Linked DNA regions of Mus musculus: region 2 is linked to region 1. A link is a contact called in public promoter capture Hi-C data. All regions are on one chromosome and are shown on one strand. Each heading gives the region's core, a stretch centred on a gene start, on an enhancer-like site or on the middle of the called end of the contact. The rest is flanking DNA. Distances are from core to core; before and after follow the strand shown. Region 1 holds the start of Noxa1 (NADPH oxidase activator 1). Region 2 has its middle 12 kb from the start of Nrarp.

Region 1 (6,347 bases), core at 1,460-3,959:
CAAAGAACCATCCAATAAGGAACAGGGGATACCGCTGTGTTCTCACCTCTGCAGCTGGAAATTGGCCACTCCCCGCTGGAGGAAGCCAACAGCCATGCAGGTGTCCTTAGTCACTGCTTGGTCAAATGCCTAGGGACAAAAATGTGTGTGGAACACTAAACTCAGTAACTGAGGAACCCAAAGCCACAAACATACATGGAAATGTATCAACAGCTGAGGACCACTGTCCAGTTAAAGCCTGGAAAGTGTGTTACTGCATAGATTTCTCAGCTGCCCCAAGCACCTCACAACAGACTCAGGGCACAGCCCCATGGCATAGAAACCCAATTCTTCCACAAGGAGCACAGAGCTAGAAGAAAACGCCCCCCAGTATCAATAAAAGTCATCTCTGGGAGACAGGACTGTGTAAATTTTGGACTTTAAAAAATCTCTTTGCAGGAGCTAGAGAGGGCTGCTCTTCCAGAGGTCCTGAGTTCAATTCCCAGCAAGCTCATGGTGTTTCAGAACCATCTGTAATGGAAGAACTCACATACATAAAATCCATTAATAACTGTTTTTAAATCTCCTTTGGTAGTTCCCACGAAACGGCACACAAGTGTGTGGATTAGAATCAGAACACAGAAGTCTTCTGTACACAGGCACCTGCTGCGGTTTCCTACCACCTTGCCTGGCCAGGCGAGGGCTGACTGTGAGCTGGGTCTGACTTTGAAGCTTTCTCATGTCCAGGAAATGGCATGGCTGCTCACAGATCCATCCAACACTACAGCTTCACACCGACACGTTCAAGTGCAACCTCGTGAGACCTGTACACTTAGATTTCCTTATTGCAGTCAGTTATACCACCCACTTCTCAACGTTTCCAGGTCTGGCCAGTGTGCCTGTGCTTGTACACAAGTAAGTTTTATTGACTCAAGGCAGTGCCTCTTCTTCTTCTTATGATAGAGCATTTCAAACTCTCTAGTTACAGTGTGAGGAGGGGAGCGTGGGACTTACTCACTGTTGAACCAGCTGGTAACAGATCATTACGTTCCCTTTCCTGAACAATAACCTTTTTGTTTTTTGGTTTGGCTTGGTTTTGGTTTTTAAGACTGAATTTCTCTGTGTAGCCCTGGAACTGGAACTTTCCTGGAACTCACTTTGTAGACTAGGCTAGCCTCAAACTCAGAGACCTGTTTGCCTCTGTTGGCTTCAAACTTCAGATGTGCAGAGCCTACCTCTGTCTCCAGAGGGATTAAAGGCAGGCATCACTATTCGTGGCTCAAACAAAACCCTTCTAATGAAGAAACAATAGGTACAGATAAATATGTAAGACGTAATAGAAGAGAGCTGGCAAGATGGCTCAGTGGGTAAGGATACTTGCCACCATGCCTAATGACCTGCGTTTGATCACTAGGTTCCACATGGGAAAGAGAAAACTGACTCCCACAAGTTTCCTCCTGATTTATACACACATGTAAATAAATAAATAATTAAGGCTTCCAGAAAGAAATAATAAAGAGACCATCTCCACACAGCCCAGGTTTCTGCTCTCACCCTTGGTCTTGGGTGTCTTTGCTTTCCATCTGTGGTGTCCAGGTAGGTCTGCGTTGTAGGCAGAGTGCTGAGGGCTTCTATCATACACCCAGGAATGGTGAACATGAAGGGGGGATGCCCTGATGCTCACTCTACAGTGTGCTCCCCTGAGTAGGTCTGCTTTGAGAAGCAGGTGGAGATTCATGTGAGTGCTCACTCAGAACCGGAATGACAGACTGTGTGCCACCATCCCATCACAAGCATCTGCTGAAATGCACACTATCAGAGGACGTGCAGAGCCCCTGACTGCTCTGACCCAGCCACCAGCCTGCCTTCGGGTATGCTCCTTCCTCAGTCCTGAGCACCAGAGAGCCTGGGCAGGCCAGGTCTGGTACAGTTGCCGCATTTGGCTTATATGGCTATAGAGACTGAAGGCGCCCTGCTTCCCATTCTGGTCTCAACAAAAAGAGGGGTCTTCTAACCACAAAGCTCCAACCTGCCTCAGGCAGGCACTAAGAGAGGACATTAGTTGAACAATCTCTACGTAAATGACAGGGTAAAGGGCAGGGATTCCTCCCCTTCTTCTATGTTGACTATAAGGTGCGGAAGAGCGTCTTTTTCCAGGATGCCCATTGGAAGATAAGGTTTTATGTTCGCAGTCACATCTTCATCTGCATTCCCCTAAAGCCTCCACCAGGGATGTGAGAGGGGAATCTGTTATCCAGTCCTGGGGTGCTTACCCGCAGCGCAGCCTCGGGATCCCCTGCCATCAGATGCACACAGCCCCTGTTAAAGTACATCCTAGCCAGCGGCTCTCGGACATCTGAGAAGAAGCACAGCGCAGAGTCCCAGTCTTCGCGTGCCACGGCCAGCACACCCCGGTGCCAGTCCCGTATCTGATCCCCTAGAGAGCTCATGGAGCGGGGACGCCTGCTTTGAGGCGAAGGAAGTTAGCGATTCTAGCTGGAGCGCGTGGGACAGGAGGAGGGTGCCCCACAGAAGCTGGGAGGCCGTAGGCCAGGGCCAAGGGGACCGGGACAGCAATGAGAAGCAGCTGGTAGCAAGACAACTGGAGTTGTGACAGTCGGTCCTTGAAACTGAGTAGATGGCCCAAGGCTTAGGCCCCTCTCTCACGCCCCGCCTAGAACTACTTAAACAAGTCCCTAGCACTGAGGAGAGGGTCTATGATCACATAGCCACACCCCTGCATTCGTCAGGCCTATCTGTCCACTCCCTGGCTTAGCTCAACGCCAATGAAACCACGGTTATCTCAATATGGACACGCCTTCTCCACCTCCTAGTTCTTGCCAGGAAGCAGGTGTGAGCACGCCCCTTACTCAAGCCAAGCCCACACCATCTTTTTTCTGGCAAGTTCAGAACTTCAGTGTGCCCTAGATGGGCCCCCGACGTCTATTATGCAAAACTGCAGAGTGTTTGGGGAAACCCCGGGGAAAGTGCTGCACGACCGGGCCAAGGTTCCGGGGTCAGTATGGACGGTGCATTGCAGAGCTGCTTGCTCAGAGGTCAGCGTGGTCAGGCAAGTGGGCGGCCTAAAGGAGAAACAATCTAAAGGCTGGTAGAGCTCGACCTCCAGACCCGCCTCTTCAGAAGTGACCGGGTGGGCTTGGAGACTCTGGAGCAACAAGATGGGCCGGACTGGATGCCATGTGGCTAGGCCTTAGAAGCCGGATTGGGGCCTCGGAGTCAGGTGTATCGGTCGGTGGTGGGGCAGCCCGCGAGGGCTTTCTCCACTAGTGGGCGCTGGCCTGGCTGCTACTCTCCCTTGCGAGTGTGGCCATTGGGACTGAGTCTTCTACACTGCTCTCCAGGTGGATCACAGCTATCCAGAAAAACTAGCGGTTGGACAGGGATTGTGTCTTGTATAGACAGGTGGGGCAGCCCAATGTAGACTCTGCAGGACACCCAGAAGTTGATGTCCACCTTCATAATCTTGCTCGAATAAGGCCCATCCACAGTATGGGAGTCATGTGCCTTCCCCAAACTGCTGATACCAACATTAATCTCTACTGAAGTTTTCTCCCTGACATTTGGGGCACCATGGCTTGGCAGGGTTGACACATGAAATAACACCACAACACCCAATCCAAGTAGCTAGGCTCAGCTGTATCGTGGGCTCATTACCCTTCCTTGCCTGGTTGTTGATCCCCTGTACTCAGAGTCACAGCTGATTCTCCTTCCTGTGTGACGCAGGACAGCTAACTTTTCATTCCTCCATACGTGTAACAATGGCAGCAATCAATTCTGTCCTACGAAGGCTTTTCTGAGAGCTGAATGAGATCTCATAGTGTCAGCAAACAGTTGGTGCTCAGCAGTGCTTGTCATCCTGAGTTCCCAGGGGCTGTGTCCCTTGGCATTTCTCTATGGGCTGAGTTTCCCTAAACTGCTGCCTGGAGTACGTGGATGTTGCTAACCTGACTTCTTTAAGTCCTAGTGCAGCCATTCTGCCCCAATACCCAGATCTTGTATTGTCTCCGTGCAGGCTGGTCACTTTCCCTTGTTTGGCTCCTCTCCCTCTTGCTACTCACTGCCCCTTCCTGGAAGCCCAGCCTAAACTCTATCCCTGCCTTCCCAGCCCCATCTGCCCATTTTCTTTTCCATAGGTCAGAATTCTTTCTAGAATGTTCCATAGCCCATATGGTGGTTTGAATGAAAATGACCCCCATATTCTCATACATTTGAATGCTTGGTTCCCACTTGGTGGAATTGTTTGGGAAGGGCCCGGAGGTATTTCCTCAGTGGAGGGAGTATGTCCCTGGGGATTGGACTTTGAGGTTTCAAAAAGCCCACACCATTCCCAATTAGCTCTCTTGCTCCCTGTTTCATGCTTGTAGATCAAAACACACACTCTTGGCTACAACTGTAGAGCCACATCTGCCTACCTGCCACCATGCTCCTGCCCTGGTGGACATGGACTCACTCTTAGAACTGTAAGCCCCAGATCAATTTTTTCTTCTCTAAGTTTCCTTAGTCAAGGTGTCTATACAGCTATAGAAAACTAACCAAGACAGCCCATTTTCTTATGTTGCATGGTGTAGAACATGGTCCCAAGTTCTACAAGGAATTCCTCCTGTTCTCTGATGAACCCCAAGTGTCAGCCACAGTGACTTTCCCCTGAGCATATATGATGTGCTCTCCATACATTGGTTTGCATGGATCACCATAATGGCCAGGTAGTTTATGTTTAAGTAGACAGGAACCCTGTTAAGTCTTGGTGTGCGGTCCAGAGGTACGCCAGTTGGACAGACACATGCTTTTGGCTCCATGTAGGTCCATAGCCCTTGTTTGACTGGCATCTGAGTGGCAGGACATCCTCTGGGAATGATTTCAAATTCACTGATGATTCTTAAAGGAAGGTGGATTATAGAAGTTAGATGCTATACAGGCTCTTATCTCCATGTTTGCTGAAGGGTCCAAGGGAACTTCTATACCAGCTTGAAAAGGTCATGTCTGAGGGCCAAGCCTCAATTTCCTTTTAAGAGAGGTCACTCAAGAAAGTGAATTGGACATGGGGTCATTTACCCTCTCCTCCTCTGGCCTTGCAGGATCTAGAGGGGAGGTGGGGTGAGCAATGGAAGGGTACCCGAGGATTCTCCTTTGTGTACATGAGCCAATGCTGTCCCGGGAGCACAGGTGTGGGCCAGACTTTCCACAGAGGGCCAGACAAGTGTGGGTGAAGCTGTCGGAAAGTAAGATCTGTGTACTGCAAATGGAAGCCCAAGATGATACCACCATCGTAGTGAAAGATAGTCTAGTGGTTCCTCAGATAAATAGAAATGTATCCACACAAAGCTGGCAGAGTAGCTGGGTATATTGTTGGCACTGGTTGATGCAGGATAGTGAGTCGACTGGCTTGCCTCAACTAGATAGCAAGGCACTGTCTTAAATAAATAAATAAATAAAAATGTAAAAGGAAGCAAACAAAACATACATACAAGTGTTCCAAGTGACACTATTTATAATAGCAAAAGGAGGTGGGGAGACCAAACCAGATGTCTGATTACTGATACATTCATGCTCCATCCAGGCAATTATTTTTCATTCGGTTATAAAAAGGCATGAGGCTCTGATATAGCTTGGGTATACTTTGAGGAGACATGCCACTTGTAAAAACACAGATATTCTATGATCCTGTTTGTGGAAAATATCCAGAACAAGCAAATTCATAGAGGAGAGGAGGAAGTGTGGGGTGATCTCTGGCAGATAATGAGATGTCCTTTAGTTGAACTGTGCAGAAGGCAAGCTTTATTGTATATGAGTTACGCTGATAAACTGTGGGACATTTCTGAGATGTGTGCAGACTCAGGGTGAGGAGTTGTGAGTAAGTAGTGGTGTTTACAGAGGAGGCCTGAGCCAGCCTGGCTGCAGAGGCCCAGTTATGCCAGCCAGCCTTCTCAATCCCTCCTTTGTCCTGGCTGCCTTGGTGTCTCTGGCATCTGAGGGCTGCTGTGTTCTGTTCCTAGTAGGCTCCAGGTACCAGCTCTGCCCCACTGTGCATCTCTTCCCTCCCCTTGTCTCCCAGGCTATATGGCAAGTCCAGAGTCACGTGTAACCCTCAGCTAGGGCCTGAAGGACCTGGAGACCTACCTTGGAACCTACACGGGACCAGATCCAAGTCGGAACCAGCAAGTCAGAATACAGAGGGAACTGGGAACCCACTCAAAGCCAGTGCTCTAGACTGAGCCAGGAGTCTCCCATCCCTCACCCCACGGTCATTCCCCATGCCAGACCCAGAAAGAGGACAGGAGGGACACACCTTGACCTACCAGTGTTCCCTGGAGCCTGATGCTTCTTCCAGACAGAGCCAGCCCAAGGTG
Region 2 (6,347 bases), core at 993-3,492, 73 kb after region 1:
TAGATTGGGCTTCACGAAAGTTAGGACCTGGACCTCCCCCAGGCTCGGGGTGCAGATGAAGCAATGGCTTCAGCACTTTTTAAAGCCCTGGGTCTCAGAGACCAACCTAAGTTCTTTCCAGGTAGCCCCCAGGAGACTAGACCTGGGCTCTGCTGGGGAAAGACCTGGCTTCTGGTGGCACAGAGTAGGCCCCAGCCACTTTAGGAAAGCTCTTGGCTTGGCACTGTTGGGCCCATGTGGCAGATATTCGTCTCCCTTTCACTGAAGAAACTGTTCCTGTGTCCCATTGCCACCCCAAAACCTCAGCCTTCACGGCATGGGGCAGGCCTTCCTGAATCTTAGTTCTGTCCCGACAATGTCATGAGCAGTCCATAGAGACTACTCATGTTTTCAACAAAGCTACCTGGAGGCCTCCTCCATGGCCTACCCTACTATTCCCCTGAAGGACCTCTCATGAGTTGTCTAGGCCGAGGGATCCTTCGAGCACATCTGGGAGGGCCGGTTGGGACAAGTGGGCCACCCTGACAACAGTAGGCATACATGCTATGCTACCCATGACGGAGACAGTTATAACGTCAGCCTCAGAAGTGGAGAAATGGGGAAGAGAAACAAATCAGAGCTAGGAGGGTTCTTTCTGACCCGGTGACCTTTCCAGGACTCACCCATGGTCACTCAGAACCATTATACTGCGTGCTACCATCCTCAAGCTGAGGTAAGAGTCAGTGGGCACTTGGAAGACAGAGCCAGGCAGATCTCTTAAGTTCAAGACTAACCTGATCTACATAGCGAGTTCCAGGACAGCCAAGACTATAAAGAGAGATCCTGTCTCAAGATGACAACAAGATTCAGTAGGCAGGGTAGGAGAGACAGTTCAGAGGCTAAGAGCACTGGTTGCTCTTCTAGAGGACCTAGGTTCAGTACCTAGTACCACCCTTATGGTGACTCAAAACCATCTGTAACTCCAATTCCATGGAACCTCCTCTGGTCTCTGTGGGCACCAGGCACATGTGATACAGGTACACGTGCAGGCAAAACATCCATTCTCATAAAATTTAAAACAAAAATGAAAAGAGGGCAGGCATCAAGTAGAAGACCCTATCAGTGCCCCAAATAATGTCCACTAGCAAGAAATGTCAAAAGCCAGCTCCTAAGTCCCCACCCTCCCTGTGCTCTAGACACTAGGAAGGGAAGGGAGTTTGGGACCTCTCAGAGCCTCTGACCAGGAAGATCTGCCCTCCACAGGGGCTGAGCACAGTCTTTCCCTCATCCCCAGTGAAGCCAAACTGCTGAGATCCCAGAAGCCAAGAGAGCTTGCTCAACACAGAAGGCCCATTGCCCTCATTGGGTGGCTGAGCCTAGAATTCAGGCGCTTTCACTCTGTGATGAAGAAAGGAAGGAACCCTTGAGACTGAAAATAAAGAAGTGAGTTGGGGGGGGGATAGGAAGAAAGGCCTGGGGGAGTGCTGAGGGTGACAAGGCCAGGCCTGCAGTGCCACTGGAGCACATCCTGACCTGGATGGACACCTGACACAGGCAGACACAGACTGCTTCTACCTGCACAGGGCCCCGAGTCTACCCAGAAAAGACACAGCCCACTGACAGGTACATCTGGGGTCTCTAGAACCCTCCCAAGCCAGTTCTGCCCAGGAAATGTCCATGGCCACCTTAAGGAAGCAGGACAGCCTCTCTAGGACTCCGGGATATGAGTTTGTAACAAGGCAAAGGAGAGGCCCCTGTTGGTCACATGTCCTCTACGCTGACAATCTCTATACTGCTAGTCTCACACCTACTCAGCTTGGGCAGTGGGGGAGCCCTGGAGTGGTCCAAGTGGTTGCCTTTGGTCGAGCCCCTGTGAATCAGTATGCTGCTTCTGATAGTTTGATGCCACCACCCCCTCACAATCCTCAGCCATTCTTGGTGGGTCTCTCTCTCTCTCTCTGGTCCCCTACTTCAAGTCTGAGACCCCTGCCCGCTTAACTGCCTGGCAAGGGATTATGTGGGGTCTACCACCTGCTGTGGGTGGTGGCCCTGGTGGGGGGCCACCCCCTGACCCATAATGGGTAGTGCCCAACCCGTGGAAGACAGGGCAGCCTGCAACGGGTACCCCTGCGTCTGGGGCGGGAAGGCAGTGGCGGCCGTTTGCTTTTGAATCCCCGCCGGCGCCCTGAGTGGCCCTTTCAAAGGCAGTGACGGGGGCGGGGGCCGTTCCCAGGCGCGCCCCGCCCGCCCTGCGCCCCTCCTCCCGCTTTCCCACGCCTGCCCGTCCGGCGCGTTCTCACGGCCGCTGCCCATCCCCCGTCTGGGAACCTCCTGCTCCGTGCAAGGACTAGGGGGCGGGGGTGGGGGATGGGGGTGGTGCCCAGGAACACCGGGGAGAAGTGAGTCGGGACCTGTGGGGAGAAAGGCACCCCGGGGCTTGGAGAAAGCACCAGCGAGAAGGGCACCCTAGAATCTTGGGAGATGGAAGAGAAGGAGGACCTACGGGGTGGGGGGGGGTGGGGGCGAGAGCCCACAGAGAATGGCGTTCCAGGGACTGGGGCGGGGCCTCAAGAAGTGGGGGGGGGTGGGTATTTCGTTTGTGAACTGGGTGGAGAGGGGGAGCCCCTGCCAGGCCTGGGAGGAGGCGTCCTGTGTGGCCCAGACCCTGTTTTATTTCTCTGACAAGAGTGGCCCGGGGCAGCAGAGCCTCAGTCTTCAGAGGCCCCAGTCTCCACCTACACTTACTGTCTTGCGCCTGCGCTGACCACTGACTAGGTTGGGGCTCCTAAAGCCTGACCAGTTTTAGCAAGTGCAGATTTCTTCTAGATAAGAACTCCTGAAAACAAAGTTTCCCCCAGGGCTGGAGATGGAGCTTAGTCTGTGGAGTGTTCCTAACAGGCAGAAAGCCCGGCCCCAGTACAATCCTCCCCCCTCCCTCCCCTCCCCCACACCAAGCAGTGCATAAACCCCATCTCTGTAATCCCTGCACAGAAAGATCAAAAGTTCAAGGGTATCCTCAACTAAACAGCAAGGGCCAACCAGGGCTACCTCAGAGCCTGGGTTTTGTTTTGCTTTTCTTTAAGATAGTTCACACGTTGCTTGGCTTCATTTGTAAGGGACAGTGTTCTGCTCTTGAAGGGAGCTGATAACCTGTGGGCTGTGTATGGCCCATTGTCCAGACCGTGGGCCTTACAACTTGATCCACAGAGGGACTGAAGCACCCATGAAGTGTACAGAGCTCTAGGTTCACATGCTGTTCACAGACAAGGCAGACCACTAGCTTTCAAACCTGGGAGTCGAATGGCCCAACCTGTAAGACCCTGGCCCCCACAACTTAGGCCTAAGAGCCCAGAGAAGACTGAGTAAAGGGTCCCACCACAGGGCCATGGCCCCAGCGTCTGCTTTCCAGTGAGGTAAAGAAGACTGGGCCTGGGGTGAGATGGCTCAGTGGGTAAGAGCACCCGACTGCTCTTCTGAAGGTCCAGAGTTCAAATCCCAGCAACCACATGGTGGCTCACAACCATTCGTAACAAGATCTGACTCCCTCTTCCGGTGTGTCTGAAGACAGCTACAGTGTACTTACATATAATCAATAAATAAATCTTAAAAAAAGAAGAATAAGAAGACTGAGCCTAGTTCCCTTGCTGGGAATCAACGTTAATTCTGTAGGCAGGTGCAGGGTCAAGAGAGGTCAGACTGATGCTGGCCTCCCCTAGTGTAGGATGTGCAGTCACATGGACTGCCATGTGTAGCCCTGCACTCCCATGCAGACGTCAAGCTGAGTGTGTTGTTCAGCAGTCAAGTGCTTGCCCTAGCATGTGCCTGAGACCCCAGTTTCCATCTCCGCATTAGGAGAAAGGGAAAAGTGGCCCTGGGTTGCGGTTCTTTTGAGATTCTGAAGCACCCTTGCCCTTCATCCCGTTCACCCTGCCTACCTGGGAGACACACCAGTGTTCCCTTCTTGACAGCCCTACAGTCTGAGCACCAAAGTACCAGCTGAGCCCAGCTGTCCCTGACCCCTGAGGGGACCCTCACCAGGAAGGCAGAGGCACATCCCCACTGCCCATCCCCCACTTGTCTGTGGAGACATTGTCCCAGTTGCACAAAAGGACTGGGCAGCCGGTAGGTGGGGGAGGGGTCAGACCCGTGGGAACTGCCCTTCCTCAGCCAGGGGGCAGGACAGGGGCCAGAGGGCAAAGCCCTTGCCAAAGGCTGCCATCTTCACCGGCTCCAAACACTCATACCCTAGGAGTGAGTCCCCAACCCCCAGTAGACAGCATAGCTTACCACGTAAGAACAGTATGACATTATGACTAGACTTTAGACAAATCCTTTACACACATAGGCAGACCTTTACATATCCCCAGGGTCCTAGGACCCAGACCCTCTGTCTATCCTTAGCCTGATGCCAGCAGAAAATCAGTCATGCTGTTAAGCTCCCAAGTGTGTTTGTCAGATGTGGCTCAGCAATCAACTCATTTCCCTTGAGAGAGAGTGTGAGCAGGTGACTCTCAGATCACATTAGGGCCCTGCGGTTCCCAGGATGTCCTGGGAAAGTGAGGTGTGAAGCAGAACCAGACCACGCAGGCTAGCACCTCACTGTGTTCCCCGGGCCCTGTCCCACCCTGTCTAGCAAGGTGTCAGGCCATCTGTCCAGAAAGTCCCTAGGAACATGTCAGAGGGGCAAGTAAGGCGACAATCAAAACCTGTGGGACTTGGCAGCAACACAGGTTCCCCTCACCCAGGAGCCATACCGATTCCCTTGCCAGGGTGGGTGTGTCCAGGTATTGCATCTGCTATTGACTTCCTGCCAGACAGTGGGGTGTGATATGCTCACTTCCTCTCCGTTCTTTTATGCGTTGCTATTCCCAGATTGTGGGAAATGGACAGAAATGGCCTGCCACTCTGGAGTGTGTGCTTAGTGTCCAAGTTCCTAGTATCTTCTGGGCGAGGGTTAGGAGTGAGAGAGCTTCTGAGCCAGGCCTATGTCTGGGTCTGCCAGTGGGGTGGAGATAGTGGGGATGCCCAGTCCAGGGTATCCCTCGGACAGACCTCTCCCAGCCCCTTTGTGAGGCCTAAGTCCAGCTGGCAGGGGAAGCGCTGGCATCAGGTCTGACCAAGTTAGTATGCACCTGCCCCTTTGTTCAGAGGCAGGAGGTCCTAAGATTCCCTGATTTCTTGGTCCCTCACCCTATCCCCTAGACTTGGGGAGAAACCCCTTACAGGCCATCAGGTCACCCATCTTGTCCCCGGCTGGTAGGTGGGGCATAGACCTCATAGCTGTGCCAGGTACCTGCTGGGCAGGGAGAACAGGCTGTGGGAATCACCGGGGCGGCCTGCCTGTAGGAGGCAAGCTCCGGTCACCTCTGCCTACCCCCACAGACGCCTGGATCAGTTCCCATTAGCAAAGGCTCCCAACCTGACAGGCCACCACTTGCTGCCCTGCACCTTGGGGCAAATGGCTCCAGATCCAATTCTGGAAGGACCAGGGCTCATGCCCCACTCTTCCCTCAGTTCCCCACTACATAAGGCATGGGGCCTCAGGAATGCCTGGGGCTGGAGGATGTTTGAGAGGCTAATGGCCTCTTCAGGTTTGGATTCTGTTGCCTTTGGCCTAGGGAAGGCCTGGTGGACTCTGGGGAAAAGAGCAGAGCCAACTAAAGCTGCCTTTCCAGCTCTGCTCCTGTACCCACTGCCCTGGCTTAAGGCCTTTTTCTGAGCTTGCTCCCTATGCTTGCCATATCTGTGTGCCATCTGTCTACTTTTGGGGGACACAGGGCAAGCATACCTGTAAGCACAAAATCCTTGCTCGTGGCCCATATACCAAGTAGGCATAAGGACAAGTGGTCACCCAGGCATACATGGTCTTGGGACAGTGCAGGACAACTGTTGTGACTGTGACAGCTGGTCAGCTCTGGATCCTTCAGCCATGATCACCCTTATGACATCAGCTAACAGTAGGCCTACTCATGGTACCACTCTAGCACTCTGGAATAGATCCCCATCCAACAATCTCTCTTTCAGTTGGAGGAGCAGGCAGATGGTGCCCCAGATGGAGCTACAGGGAAGCACTATGTGTTTCAGGCTCTTGTTGCATACCCTAGAGGCCACAGGAGAGGCTGTGACTGCTGGAAGGATCAGTGTACACTTCCCAGGAGCCATCTTGGGACACATCTGAATGAGCTCTTTTTCTCATTCTTGTCAGGTTTTGCAGAGAGCAAAGTCAAATTGACGTCTGGCTGTGGCTCCATAAGTGCCAGTGCCCAACAAGGCAACAAACCATGACTGTGGCTCAGGGCTTACCAGCAACACTCACAGGCAGAAGGACCCTGAGTCAGAGCAATGTTGGTACCTCACAGCTGCCAAGA

What was found. Promoter capture Hi-C pulls out the DNA fragments that hold promoters and counts their contacts.
Region 2: a promoter capture Hi-C map of neural stem cells shows a contact between it and region 1. The contact joins the enhancer-like site here to the promoter of Noxa1 in region 1. A contact is called at or near these places in 17 of 39 promoter capture datasets (the 3T3-L1 cell line, 3T3-L1-derived adipocytes, the C10 cell line and 11 more), 1 of 15 datasets of contacts at CTCF or cohesin (pro-B cells), 45 of 484 Hi-C or Micro-C datasets (the Ba/F3 cell line, the C2C12 cell line, the G1E-ER4 cell line and 31 more), 13 of 115 datasets of contacts at active chromatin or transcription factors (the 230-238 cell line, the HPC-7 cell line, embryonic forebrain and 9 more) and 4 of 9 other capture datasets (adipose tissue, liver, macrophages and 1 more).

The regions. Positions count from the first base shown.
Region 1 is chr2:25,092,496-25,098,842 of GRCm38.p6, forward strand. Noxa1 (NADPH oxidase activator 1) reads right to left here and starts at 2,710. Exons shown (of 12, transcript NM_172204.4): 1 at 2,253-2,710; 2 at 47-129. The coding sequence starts at 2,429.
Region 2 is chr2:25,165,904-25,172,250 of GRCm38.p6, forward strand. No RefSeq gene overlaps it. Among named protein-coding and RNA genes, the nearest start is that of Nrarp, 12 kb to the right of the region's middle. Within about 2 kb of position 2,243, at least 171 of the 459 cell types and tissues checked have an H3K27ac peak or open chromatin away from gene starts, as enhancers often do. A contact at or near this core is called in the C2C12 cell line, the G1E-ER4 cell line, astrocytes and 16 more, where this site is marked.